2 separate regions of the Drosophila melanogaster genome follow, and region 2 is linked to region 1. Evidence: chromatin contacts called from public targeted proximity ligation data. All regions are on one chromosome and are shown on one strand. The core of a region is the stretch at or near the end of the contact, and the rest is flanking DNA. Distances in the headings are between cores, read along the strand shown. Region 1 overlaps Mi-2 (Mi-2,). Region 2 holds the start of fbl (fumble).

Evidence for each region.
Region 2: a contact with region 1 is called in a targeted proximity ligation map of the Kc167 cell line, with 6 times the contacts expected there. A contact is called at or near these places in 11 of 107 Hi-C or Micro-C datasets (the Kc167 cell line, the ML-DmBG3-c2 cell line, the PNm cell line and 5 more) and 2 of 7 datasets of targeted methods (both in the Kc167 cell line).

The regions. Positions count from the first base shown.
Region 1 is chr3L:19,899,350-19,906,923 of dm6, forward strand. All of the region lies in intron 1 of Mi-2 (Mi-2,), which reads right to left. All of the region lies in intron 1 of Su(Tpl) (Suppressor of Triplolethal), which reads right to left. Among named protein-coding and RNA genes, the nearest start is that of Su(Tpl), 6.3 kb to the right of the region's middle.
Region 2 is chr3L:20,380,513-20,388,086 of dm6, forward strand. It overlaps fbl (fumble), which reads left to right and starts at 3,917. Exons shown (of 7, transcript NM_133434.4): 1 at 3,917-4,346. The coding sequence starts at 4,301. CG5498 reads right to left here and starts at 3,597. Exons shown (of 4, transcript NM_168850.3): 1 at 3,041-3,597; 2 at 2,769-2,988; 3 at 2,498-2,707; 4 at 1,893-2,428. The coding sequence starts at 3,511. The coding sequence ends at 1,983. It overlaps RhoBTB (Rho-related BTB domain containing), which reads left to right. Exons shown (of 13, transcript NM_140959.2): 9 at 58-141; 10 at 203-445; 11 at 510-780; 12 at 1,035-1,209; 13 at 1,280-1,886. The coding sequence ends at 1,186.

The sequences.
Region 1 (7,574 bases), core at 2,917-5,416:
CAAACCAATCCATTCCATTCCCCTAGGTGCATGCACATCATACATACACATGTAAGAATGTATAATCTCACGGTTGAAAAATAGATGACACACTCGCGTACACATATGTACGTAAGTACATTGTTTAGTGTATATGTATATGTATACATACTTCTGTTCGTGGAACGATGCAGCTGTCAGCTGTGCACGAGCAGTTTTCTTTGTGCTACACTTCTTTACAGAAACGAGGGAGGTGGTGATAACAATGCTCAATGAGGAAATGGGGCAGCAAGAACAAGAACACATCATCGGAGACGGGCCTCTCTGCCTCGTTTCCATATACATACCGCAGAAATTCTGGGGGTGCACTTTATAGGAAATCTTTGCAGATCGCCAGGGTTGCCACCTACAATCGCACACAAGCGGGCACTAGAACAATCGATCGATAAAAAACGACCGACCAGGGCTACGTCATAAAATGAAGAAAAGCAAGCAATCTGAAGAAATGAAATATCAGCCTCGTTATCAGAAATTAAATGAAAGTATTTAAAACAAAAACCATAAATATAGAGATTGTGAGAAAGTTAGCACTTGCAGTAGGAGTATTTTCTAGAAGTAACTAAGACTTGCATGTGCAGGAATCAACCAGACATTCTAACGATCGATCCTACATGAATTCAAGATATAAAGAATCTATATGCAACTTCTTTAAAATACATTTTCTTGAAGCTTGGGAATTGCGTTAATACGTCGTCATATAGAAAATTAATGGACAAAAACATTGAAAGTAAAAATAAGGTAAAATCAGAACTGGCCTGCTAGTACTGCATTTCCAAACCAATTATCAGACTTTGCACATAACATACTAAAACAAAATACAAATACGAAATACAAATGCACCAAACGGAGCGCTACAACGACTATATGTATATAGGTAAGTAATCGGGTAAGTAAGTACATTCAGGGTGTGCGAGTGAATAATCAATTGCCGGAGCTGGCGATAATGGTGCAAACCGATCTGGGAATCGGACAGTTGGGGGACTTATGGGGCAAGCAATTCCGGGCAAACCGACGCACGCCTTATTGGTAATTGCCCACATGGGAATCCCAAATGCCTTGGACATTGAACGACCGAACAAACATACGTACATATTTCGTATTGTTTTTCACCATATTGGTGCATTTTCGAGACGAGAGAAAGAGCGACCAGAGAGATCCGAATCCCATATACCCACATCTATTTTATACAATAAAATGGCAATATTATAAAATTTTATCTTCGGCACAGGTCTATTTATAGTCCAGAAAAACAACAACAAAAACGCAAGAGAAGGCACCCACAACACAAAATGCGCTCTCAACGCCAGCATTTGTTCGAGTGTGTGACTCACACAACACAACACATCAAGTGGGAAATATTTCACGATAAAGAGTAAAAATAAAAAGGTGCTAAATGCCGTCGTACCTCACTCGAAGTTCAGATGCCGTTTGCCGGGGTTAATTTTCAACAGTGATGCACCAATGGCAAAGGCCGTTTATCGAAATAATCGATAAGCAAATACAAATAATTTCGAAGCATAGAATTAAGATTATTGTTGCTAATTGTACACTAAATTCAAGGTGGCTTAACAGAATTATTGAGTTTGTATGTCAGCAATTTAGTTATCGAAATAATTGAAATTTTATCGATTAATTTTAATGATATTTTAAATACAAACTTTAACCAATAGAGTATTTAAAATTTCAATGCTACTGTAAACTTCACCAAAAGCTTAAAAATGGTTATCGATTCAACGAAGAGAACTTTAAACGATCTAATTGTACAATCAACAGAGCTAACTACAACAATTACTGGTCTATAAAATGTCATGTATTATAATTCTGACGCAAACATTAAGCGTGCTTCCTAAATGGTTCTCAAGAAAGCAATTATTTTTCATGTGGGAAATACGAAGCGCGTGCAATTAAGTTTGTTTTCTGAAAAAAAAAAAGACTAATAGCCTACGATGCACACATTTCGTCCTAAGCTTATCTAAAGGCACTGAACTTTTTGAGATATGCATATGTATGTATAATCAACAGCAGCCACAAAAGATATATCGAGAATAAGCAGTATAAGGCATATATAAAACAATTCGTACATTGAACTTGTAGCCCGTCCAAATTCCCGATTCAAAATGACAAATACAAAAAGGAGCTGCTAACCAGCTAAAGAACCGATATTGTTCGTTCAACGACCGATCATTGCATAATTCTGATTTGCTTTTTACAGCTGAAAAGTGAAACGGAAATGCGTAAAGCTCGCAATACTGCTGATATAGTATTTGAAGGGTTACGAGCGATTCGGATCGGAAAAACATTGACCGTGAATTGACATAAATTGAAATTTCAACATACGCCCGACACTGAGCTCCGCGATTAGATTAGGTACTTTGCTTGTATATAAACAGCTTATTTACGTGACAACCTTATCTGGGAAGACAAAAAAAAAAAGCATAAAAAAGCGAACACAGCAAATCGATGGATAAAGAAAGCTTTTAGCCAGCTGTTTGCAGTCTAGAAAATCGGATTCAAACAAAACGAGAAACCAAACCACTTTGAAGTGTGTTTTCTACGAAGCCTGTATTAATAAGCCTGCTGCCTCTCCCGTAGAATCTGGTTTTTGAAACCGATCAGCCAGCCAGCCAAACAACAGCCACGAAAACAAATGAACCCGACAATAAAAACCAATTTAAATTTAATCAGAAAAACACATGAAGAGGGGGTTACGAAAACAAAACTACCGTCACACGTTTTCATTGGGTTTTTACGCTGCCGGTGGCGGCAACACGTTTTCAGTTAATATTAGAATTAGTCTAGGGTTTTATCAACAATGCAAAAATGGGTACTCAATGATGGATAATGCATATAGGTCAAATAAATCTCATAACGGACGTGGGCTTACTGATTGAAAGTGAACTAGATTTTCCAAATGGATGCAAAAATGAAAATAAAACAATAAAAACCCAAATATTGGTTGGAATTACATTTAATATTGATATTCAAATATTCAACATTTAATTCCAATATAACTTTGTACACGATTGCTCAACCTTAACGTTTGGTCAAGTAAAAAGCCAGAATAAATCTGTGGCCTACAAAAATCCCCTAAAATTCCGCCCGTTGCTAACTGGTCTTCGTTAATCGCTTGTCTCAATTCAATTTAAATAATAATTAAGCCTCTTTGATTTTCAAGAAAAGACGAAATATAAATAAATAAATAAAGCACTTTGGAAGTGGCGCAGCGGAGACAACCAAGCTTAAATAAATTTCGAATAAAAGTTTTTATATGTGATTTCGTAACGCAAAGTCGTCGTCGTCGGCTGGTAACCAGTGCGATATCTTCAGCACAAATACATATGCATGCTAATCAACGGAAAGCAAAAAGCACCAACAACAAACAACACCCAAAAGGCCCGAAGAAACACTGGAAAACCCGATACGAAACATGGCCAACTCAAGTGGCCAAGTAATGGAGTAGAGTGTAGAGTGAGTAGAGTGGAATGGAATGGTGTTGGGTGGATTGGGATGGTATGGTATGGTATGGGGTGGGGTGTGTTGATGGTGTTTCGACTAGAAGGCTTCGGCATTCGAAAAAAGAAACACAACCAGACCAGAGTTTCGGACTTGGATTCCGATTCGGATTCGATACGATACGATCCATTCCGACCCGCGAAGATTGAGCGGCAGCAACGATGGACGGTTTGGCTGGCTTCGTTTGCTTCGAAAACTTGTCTTCCCAGATTCAGTTCGGATTTCTTCTTCTTATCGGAGCAGCAGCAAGACGCGACTGACAACAACACCGAAACACACACGAAGCGCGAAAGGAGGGGAGGCAGCCAGTAAGCCGAATTTGGTAATACACTTGGCGTCATCTACCACACAAAATGATCAAAATTCGGATTGAATACCTATTTGAAGAAGCACTAGGTTGTAATAATTGAAATATCAAAACGGTATGGTATATCATATCATCATATCAAAATTGAGCTTTAAAAACATGAATACCCCATTTCAGGGTATTCATGAAAAAAGAAACAGCGGTAAGCAACAGTGTTGGCAATTTGGAACTGGACTACAAACGGACTTGAAAGAAACCAAATAACAACAACCACACCAACAATAACAATAACAACCACCAACGGAGCGAGTCGCGATTGCCGACTGGTATTTCCCTCTCTGGGTTGTTATGAATCTGTTGTATTTGCTGCTGTTGTTGCTGTTGGTGTTGCTTTTGTAGCCGCTGTCTTTCATTATAAAAAATGAATATACATTTCGTATATAGTATATGCGTGCACACATGTATGCAGCACACACGGACGGACAAACTTTTCAACGTATGTATGTTTCTGAGGCTATATCTTTAAAATTACTGAAGGTCAGTCAAATTGAGCGTACAATCAACTTTTTAATATTTCATTAAACCAATTTTACTGCTGCTTTATTGGTTGCTGTATTAGAGTTGTGATTAATTTATATCTTCGACCGCAAATTCATTAAAGTTGTGCGGTGCGGCAGGAACGTGTATCTTTAATCTTATAAATGACATGTAACATTTACAAGAATTTGCAGTGAACAGCTTTAATCACTCGTGAAATGCAAATGCATCTAATATATTGCTACACAAATCTGATCAATTATCACTTGCTGTATTGCTTTCGCTTCCTTTCTCTCTTTCCACTTAATTAGTAGGTTGCTAATTGAACTTCCGCAGAACACTCCACTTCTATGACAGCCTATTGTGTGTTATTCCCACACAAGCATACATCAGAAGTAGCTTTTAAAACGCGTCAGCTCTGGCCATCACCTTGCCTTTTTCTATTTGCCGGAGTTTCCGGTCTCTGTTGCCATTTAAGTTGGCCAAAAAATAAGTCAAACCAGAGCAGTAGGCAATGAATGTTTCCCAAGAAGAGGAGTTTCTAAGTTATCGACCTGACCTTTGCATATAAGGTAATGACAAACAATTCAAAAGTTAGCCACAAGAAACGGTACTTTCAACCGGAAACCAGTTGTAAACAATGAAAACTATTTTATTCCGCCTTGTAATGATCATAATACGAGTACATATTTAAGAATTATTCATCTAGTTTTTCTGACTAATTCGGATATTATTCAACTTATGGTGAAAATTCTAGAACAAAATTTCAATTCGATTTTTTCAAAAATTTTTTTTTGCAAAAGCAGCACCTATCGCTTAAGCCTCGATTAATGTTGCGGTTGGGTTTCTTATCAAGTACGAGTTGTGTACGAACGAAACGAAAGAGCGAGTTGGAAAAGGAAAACAAAAGTAAAAAACGACAAATTCAGTACTCGAATTGCGCTTTTGTAGTAGAGTCGAGTGCACAAAACCCAAAACCCAACCCACAAACGAGCCATAAAAAACCTCGCGCGGTATGCATGTGAAAAATAAAAGATACGAAAAATTATATAAACATTATAGGCGAGCGTGGTATGACTAAACCGACCGCAACTACAACAACTACCTATACGTACATATAACTACCGCCGCAGAGCGAGAGCAATAACAACAACAACAACAACAACTATAGCAATATGTAACCAGTCGGGTGGCAACAACTACACAACTGCAGCAGCAACAACACAACAACACAACAACAACAACTACAACTACTACTACCAACTACAACCATAACAACGAAAACGAGGGCTTGCTGTCAACTACTTTTATTTCTGTCTCTTGGGTTGGTGGTAATTTTAATGTCGGTTTTTTGGATTTTATTTGCTGGTTTCTCAGCTATAAGAAACTATGCCAAAGTTAACTACGGATTACAATAATAATCACAAATGTTCAGGTGCGGTCAGCAAATTACCTCTAATGTTCTATACTGTGTGTTCAAAAGGCTTATTAACTGCTTATTTGTATATAAGAGTGTAAATCCGCTATAATTAACACACAAATGAAAACTAATCAGTTGCTATGTTAATAGGTAGCTACCTACACATTTCGATAAACCAAATTTTAAAATAATTAAAAAATTGTTGGGTATAGATATTTCTTTCTATGACCTATACTAAGTTATTTTTGTTTGCATGTGGGTGTAGATGTTTACTTATATTTTCATGCCACAGCATCCCTATGATTCATATTTTTAGGGTTTCTCTAATTAGTCATAACACCTCTGGTATTTGTATTCCTTTTGCGGATAAAAACTTAAAAACGCCACAATTTTAAATCGTGAATCACACATTGAATACTTTAAAGGATTTAAAAAAAAAAAAAAAAAAAAAAACATGGATATTAAGTACATTTTCTCTATCTAGAGTTGAGTTTCGGTTCGCTCTTTTACGACCGAGTACGCATCGACACAGAAATGTTTTGAAATTCTGTGCTAAAATCGTGACCTCCACTGTAAACAGTGGGCGCTGGCAATGTCGTTGGCAACAATTATGCACCTTGTTGGCAATGCCGAGCTTACAAGCTGTCGCATTGGCTTAGCGAGCGACTAATTGGCTAATTAGACAATAGTGAAGCGCAAAGAGAGCCGATTAAAATGATGATTTCGATTACATTCGCTAATGCGCTAAAACAGCAGGAACGACACAAATTTGCTGACACAATTACGCATGTTTTGGCAAATGGCACACATAGATTCGCGTGCCATTGTTTTATTTGTTTGTCTGTTTACACACCCAGAAAACATACATAAACCTATATTCGGTGACAATCGAGCACAAATTTGGTTTTGCTGTGGGCCGCAAACGGAGCCCGATAACAATTACAAAACTATTGAACCAATTAAGTTAAGGCTATTAAAAACAGCAAAAACAATTCTGCTTGTTTTTTTTTTTCAGAAACACAACAAGAATAAGAGGAAAATAGAGAGCGCAAGAGAGAAGCAGAAACGGAAACCACAATGGCGTCCGATGGCAAGCGAATTTTACGACGAAACGAAACGAAACAGCATTTGCCATATGACCATTTATGTTTCGGCATTTTCGCTGCGTAAACATTTCCATATGCAAATATTAATGACCTTCACTTTCACCTCATATGCTAAAAAAGCATTTAATTGCAGAGGGACTACAGGTATGCAAGGTGATCTGTGATCACAATCATTAACACATTGCCTATTTGCTACATACAAATATGCCCATCTGTAATTGAGCTTAGATAAACACATTTAAATTGGGCCAGTCAAAAACAAACAATTTTCGAAGAATGTCCAGAGATTTCATTTAAAATGTAACTGGAATGGTAACAATCGATTAATTTTCAATAGTTTGACAACCCTAAAACCATCTCTAATACACTCCCACACACGCGAAACGGAAAGATAGATAAAATTGATCAGTACAACAGGTGATAAGCTTCGATTAATTTTCACATTCCCATAATACTACATTGAATGCTTTAAAAATAAATGAACCCGTACACAATCCGGTACATGTGTATACGTTTGCGGTGGCGGTGACTTCCAAAAAAGAAAAAACGGCAACAAATGTACCATATCAATTGCTGCCTGAATTTTTGTGACAGTGTGCGAGAGTAATGTGTGTGCATTGGCGTAGGAATAATCTGAAACAAATAGCGGCCT
Region 2 (7,574 bases), core at 2,667-5,166, 480 kb after region 1:
TCTGTTGAATTACTATATGAAGCACAATCGTTTACACTTACCTTTGCTGCATTGCAGGCACACCGCGCTGTGTTGGTTGGTCGTTGTGATGTCATGCGCGCAATGTTGTTAGGCGACTTTCGCGAGGCTCATTCCAATGTGGTAGGAACGGGCACAATACCCCTTAACTAAGGACAGTTGTCATAAATTTCCTTTACCTTAGATCGTATTCCCTGGCGTTACCATTTACACATTCCACAAGCTGCTGTGCTATTTGTACACAGACCAGATTCCGCCAATCTCGGCCGTCAAGTGCCTCAATCTGCTGGAGCTGGCCAATAGACTCTGCCTGCCGCGGCTGCTCAACCTGGTTGAATGCCGCGTTATTGAAGATCTCACTCTGATTTCTCAGAACGAAACCAATGAAACGGTGGATCACTGTCTAAAGCTGCTCGAGCCAGTGAAGGTACACATAGAGAGATCAGTTAAAAATGATATACCGAAATTCAATACTTTTCTTTTTTTTTCAGCTGCACAACGCACATCAATTGGCCGAGTGGTGCATGTCATACCTGTGCGTCAATTACAACCTTATTTGTAAGTTTTCACTCAAGGGCCTAAAGGCGCTACACCAGGATAATCAGGAGTACTTGCGCGAGCACCGATGGCCTCCAGTCTGGTATCTGAAAGACTATGATTACTATCAGCGATGCCTGAACGAGCTGAACAAGGAGCTTAAGCTAAAGACTTCGAGGCGGGAATCGCCTAGCGATGACGAGGGCTGTCTGTGCTTTACGGGCGGTAAGTGTTGCTACATTTACGGAACTATCTGCTCCACATCCCACCACACTTAACATCCCAGTCCAATACTCCAGTCGGAGGATCAGCTCAGGTTTTAGTTTCAGCTAGCTTTAGAGGACAATGTATGTATCATGACGGCGGTTTGTATTCGTAGCTAGGTGTCTCGTTATTGTTTTCCTTTCCTGTTGATTTCCTTGCTCATTTACAACGACAACGCCATCATCATAATATTAATGTCCGAAATTTGGTCAAAGTATTCTCTTGCTGGCTGTTAGGTAAATCGAAGCGAAGCGCTGATGTGAGTGGAACCACGGATAACAGCAACGCAGATAATCAGATCTTCAACAGCGCCGGCAACTCGCTCAACCACATTGATCTGGAGGCGGACATGGACCTGAATCTCTGACACCCAGCCCTAGGGCAAGGAAGGTGTGTTGATATTAATGTCAAAGTAAGGATTCTTCGATATTTATGATTTACTTCGATACTTTGATTCCAGATCACTGCGCTTCATTGTGATCCTGCCGGTCCTGATCTGTTTTATCTGTACGATTTTAAGTATTTTGATACTTTTCCAAATCCATACATAACAAACCTCAAGGGCACGATTTAGAGTGGTCGGGGAGATAAGGGTTGGAAATGGAGGGGGCGTGGCGCGTCTGCTTTTGACATTACGCAATATATAGAGCGCAAATTTGCCTTAGTGATTAACGATTAATAAGTCCAACGTAGCTCGACCCAGAACAAGGGAGCATACTGCAGAGTGCTTCGGATTTCTTATATTTATACGCCTATATAAAACGCAAAGCATAGACGAGTATGTATGCACATGCACCTCGGCGCTGCGAAGCATTTCGCTGTATTGCCTTACGATATATCGGTGTACACTCAACTTGTTCTGCACGATCCCTCCCATGGAATGTGGACAGCCGAAGGACGCAGACATGTGTATATCCATATATTTGTACCTTTACCTAAGACATGTATGTATGTATATTTTTGAATTCCTACTTACGGAAACATTTGTCTAGCCATAGCTCTAAGCAATTCTCTACGATAAGGACGCATTTTGTACAGAATGATAGAATAAAAAAGCAATTACGAACAAATCTCACGTTTCTTCCTTGTAATAAAAACGCATTTTACAATGTAATAAATTTAGAATTATAACAGTTCACATGCCATTTAAAAAAACACAACATTTATATCGCAGTTTTCACGGATTTTACACTGGATTGCGATACAGTACCATCCTCCACCTCAAGATCCTGCAGCATGGCAATCATCTCCTCGTCCGTAATCACAACCTCCGCCCTTAGGTTGTTATTAATATGTGGACTAAACGTAGCCGGCGCAGATTCTCCAGCCAGTTCACGCAATTCCTGCTCAAGTTGATCATCTTCCTGGCTCGCGTTCTCCACAACGCTATTGGACATTATGTCCTGAACTTCCCGATGCTGGTCGAGCGTGTCCCGCACATCGGCCAATACTTCGTCGACATTGTCGTACTTCAATCCAGAATTCGAGAGAACCTTCTTCAAGGTATTTGATCCGATCTTGTAGGCATCCAGAACAACGCCACTGTTCTGGGCCTCATCCACACTGGACAGAAGAGATTCGATGTTGTGCAGGGCAAGACTGCGACGTTCTAATTAGAGAATTTTCAAAGAACATTATTCACAAAAGCCAGATAAGGGGTGTCTACAATAAAGATTACCATGATTCTTTTCCAGGAGATGCCTTTTTCGTAGATAGGTTTTTGCCATTTGCCGTTTGTTCTCCTTCATGTACTGGCGCACTTTGTCATCGTTCACCTTGATCTCCTCCTCTAGGTCCTCCAACTGCTTGAGTAACTGAGCTTGGGTATTCTGAAGATTGTGGACGGCCTGGTCTTCTTGGCTTATATTAAGATCGTCGCCAGGTTTTTCTATAACAAAAATTATAGTTTAATAATACATACTAACTACTTGAGAACCTTTTAAACTTGCTTGGTATTTTGATCAAGTGAATTTGGCGTATGCCTTTTTCTACTTTAAATTCTAGGCCCAAGATTTGACGAACATTTAAGGCCAACAGGCAAGCGCATAGATCTTTGTCTGAGTAAGTGGGAACTCCGTGAGTCTTACAAAGCGTTTTCAAAGCATTAAAGTGCAGTAGTTTTCCAGTGTTTTCCGACAGGACTTTTTCGGCGATGAGATCGCAAGTGTTCTGGAAAGTTAATTATGTAGGATTCCTATAATCATTGGATGATATCACATACGTTTAAGGCATCTAGGTGAATCCATTCAATTAAAGCGGAGGCTTCCAGGTCCTCCGTCACCACGCTGTGCTTGATTTTCGACCAGCTCCATGAAAGGGGGCGCTTTACCAGGCTGTTGACGAGCCAACCACCCCAGGAATTGGCCGGATCGTACTCAAATTCACTGCGAGAGCGGATCTGCTTCCTCTGCTGCATCTCGGATATCACGGTGTCCAGGCAGGCGGGCAGTTGGTCACCCCTCATGAACAGCAGTTGCAGATCCCGCAGGCTGAAGATTGGTCGTCCGCTGAACTTTAGATATTTTGCAATTAAATCCATCCAGAAATTCATTTTTGCGTCGTAGCCCTCCGCATCCAGATGCCTCGATCGAAACATGGCGAACTGCACCTGCATTCTACCGTTGTCCTGCCAGCTTGCGGGAAAGCTGAAGTGGTCGGTTTCATTTACCCTGTCACCGCTTCCAAGGCCCATATTTAAAACAAGAATTTAATCCGGATCATAAAAATTGCGCGTCTTTTGTGATTGTGTGTTTATGTCGAATCAGCTAGTTTCTGGTGTTGCAAAATGATTGAATGTATACAAAGCTTGTAAACAAATTTTAAAAGGGGCCGTTAATTTAATGGAATGCTAATCAAATGAGATACTTTTTTTTAAGATTTTTACTTAAAGCTAATAGGTGCACATAAAATGTGTGGGAATACTCAATTTAAAATGTAAATTTCGAATCAAATTTTTAAAAATAAATTAAAGATCCAATTGCTAAATTAAAAATTTGTAATTTAATTTAGATACTGCTTGTATTGTATACAATTTAAGACAAATTCTACCGCTTACCAACACTGCGCTTTTCGATAAGCTGGATATCGATTAACTTTCTCCACATCGCAAATCAGCTGTTCCATCCAGGCTACTAGATTAAAAACTTCTGACGAAAATTTTGTTTTGAAGCTTTTGTTGAGTGTGCGTGGAACTCGCCTTGGCACTGGAGCGTACAGCACCATTCCAGAGGACTCCGGGAATGCACGGAACACGTAGCTAACTTGGCCGCCCCAGGATTCCGCAGCATCAATGAGCAGAGCAGCACATCCCAGCCCCTGAGACACGTTCTTGGCCACGAATTCCCGCCTAGATCTCCTCGCTGCCCCTGAAAGGCCCCCGATTGCAACATCTGTCGGATCATCTTGAAGTGCGTGCGATTCTCCGGATAGTCCATTGTTCTGCGGTGAACTGACTCCGTTCAATTGAGTCTTGCAATTCATCATGACGGAGGACGAACAGATTAACCTGCGCAATCAGTTGGCGAGGGGTAAGTGGTGCTTTCGCAAGATTATGGAAGCTTGCATCTGCGTCTGGCAAATACCAAAAGCAATACAGAAGGAGTTTTAATTCACTATAAGTTGTTAGGAACATATAGATTTGAGAAGGAATTGGGGAGTTCATATAAGTTCAAAAAGAGATAAGGTATTTAAACACGAACTAAGTTCTCAGAAGACTATCTCTGATTTATACAAAAATATATCTAACAATTCAATTGTTCGACTTGATAAATATGGTTGATTGTTTATAAACTTTCTAAACCTATTTTTAGTGGGCAGCTTTGCGGTTGCGAGATAAACACAAACAGTGATTAGAAAGTAATCACATGATGACTGAGAGCATAAACTCGAATTTAGATTTAGCGATGTTAATTTAGCGGGATAAATTTCTAATAACTGTTGGCCTAATTTAGGTTTTTCATTTTAAAATTATTTCTGTTATATAGTAAACAAATATTCCAAGCAATGTGTGCTTTTAAATTCTTTCATACGTTTATTATTGCGAGCAAGGTTGAGGGTTTATTGACTTGGTTTAATTCTGTAGCTTGACCACTTTTTTAGTGGCGCGAACTGCCTGCTAAGCAAAAGCATGCATATGTGATAATATTTTCTGGTCTGTCACAGATATGACTAACGTCACAATGACTGCCAGCTATTTACACAAAACCAGTGCATCGAAATACCCTACTCGTATCGCTGCCAGATTTCATGCTCTGTGGGTACACAACACCATGAATGATAAGATTAACTTATAACTCGCGAAACACATTTGTCCATTTAAGCTATAATCGAAATCAGTGTCTGCACTTGCGGAATGGCTAGTAGTTTTCCCCAAAGGCTAGTGTATGAATGATTGCCATCTCGGCTCTCTTCGGACCACAGCTTTTTCGGGCGGGTTCTCCGCTTGGAATTTGAACCATTTGGGACCGCGTTATCAGGGCTCTTCACACTCTTATCACGCCTGCTGCGCCTGCAGAGAGAGTGTTGTGCCACAAGGCACAGGTTCGGTCATGAATGGCCAGATGATTGACTATGCATTGGCTGGGAATTTTACCAAGTTACCCACGGGCCAGTCGCCGAGGCAAATGCAAAAGCGGACGGACGTAATGGCGATCCACAGACGTCGTAGGGTTCACAGTGGGTCGACGCTGCTCTGGCAGTGTTTTAAATGTGTTTTCGTAATGATTAAGTTCGGTTCGGCTCGCTCATTAATGCGGTGAGGCTATATATGTATGGGTGTCTCCCCCTCCACGGTCATATACCCACTACACATGGCGCTCAGTTCGTTTGGAGCTGCTTATACATATGCGAAAGCCGCAGCGCGTCCGCCGCTGCTGCTGTTGCTGTCGCGGCTTCGGGCAGTAAAATTTCATTCAAACGCGTTTCACGTCTGTTTTCGAACGGTCAACAACGGATGGGATCGGATCGCATCGCATCGCGCGATCACCAGTTGTCGCCATCGCCATTTAGAAACCTATGAATTGAGCAAACAAACATCTTTCGCGGCTTTCGTGGCCAATGGTCCAAATCCAACAAGCTTCAATCCACTCCACACTCCACAATCCAACTTGCCTGTGATAAGTGCCCGCCTCTGAACTTGTAAATCCGTTGTGTGTCAGCGAAACGCTAAGCTGTAAAATAATCAAGCAAATAAAATGAAAGTCCCCACGCGCAACTCGAAATACTCATTCAATTTGAAAATATTCAAGTTGCATAACGATAAGAAACCGACCAGCCCCAGTCCGCCAACCTCACCTGTGATCTCAGCGAAACGAAACTCATGGCGCGCTTCGTGGCGCTCAGCTCTGGGTTCCAAGAGCAAGTCCATCGCCATGGCCTCGGATAGCAGCTCAGATCCCATCGATTTGGAGGCGGAACCAGTGTTTTTCGAGCACAGCAGGTGCAACAGCTACTGCTCCTCGTCCTCCGCCTTCACCGAACTACCGCATCCCGCCATCCAAATTCCCCAAGGCGATGAGCTTATGTGTAAGTTGGCGGATAATATGTGTTCAGGTTTTGGGATATCTGATTGGCCAAATCCAGTCTCCTTCGTAAAAATCGTGCTAAATCGTGCTTAAATACGCTTTTAATTCGCCTGATTTGAGGAATAAGATGGATTGAAATGCGTCGCATGATATAAGTAAATTCACTAAAACCCTAAAAAACCCTTAATATGATTTTATTTAATATGATTTTAAGGCCACAATTAATCCCATAGTCAGTGGCCATCGGTATCGTCCAATGAACCCACAGCTAGTTATTTAGTATTTAGTATTGTAGGGAATAATATTTTAACATTTGCCTAAAAATGAAGTACTTGGCGAGAAGATAAAAACCGCCGGCCTCTTGACTCCATCCAGTTTATAGTTAAGATTGTTAAATTCTGAGTAATGCATTCTGAAATAGACCTACACGTTAAACAACTGATTAGATAAACGTCCTGGGGGATCTCGCGATTTGCGGATCGACAAGTGAAGATCGGACAAATTCGGTTGAAGTGTACACCTGTATTATAAAAAAAATTGCTTGAGCCCGCCAAACGGTCAATTCCCTGGTCAATTCGAGCAATACCAGCGCCCGATAAGCTGCGTGCCGTGCCCGGAGGGCAGATAAGAAAGGTGTGTTTACCCGAGCGCGGCGCACATGCGTTCAGTTCGAGTCGATTGCTCATTTCGCTAGTGTTCAGCTGTTTACGGCTAATATATTATCCGGCAGCCAGTCAGTCAGTCAGTTGGAGCCATCGACGTGTCGCACTTGCCTGTGGCGCCCGAGTGAAATGTTTCCGGTTTAGGCAAACCAACGTAGTATACAGGCGCACTGTGCTCGTAATGAACCCATAGCCATATACTGCCCGAAACGAAACCCAACGCAACGAATCGAATTGAAAGCGCCGTAGTTCCGTGGAATATATACACCTCGACATACGCGCTGCCCGGGTCTCTGGGCTGGGCTGGTCTGACTGACTGGAGAGTCAAATAAAATAAAACGCGTTTACCAGTGATTACACGTCGGTGTTATGTGCAGCCGATTCTATAGTCGAGCGGAATAAACCAGCAGCGCCACAGCTCCAAGGGTTACACAATGCCGGAGGCGCTACACTTTACATCGATCTTTGATCTCATCATCAAGAGCGGTGCGTGCACTTCCAAAGTCCAATTCGGTGCGAAGACATTGCCAATGCGGGGAAGCCTTTGGTTTATTACAATATAAAAGCATTC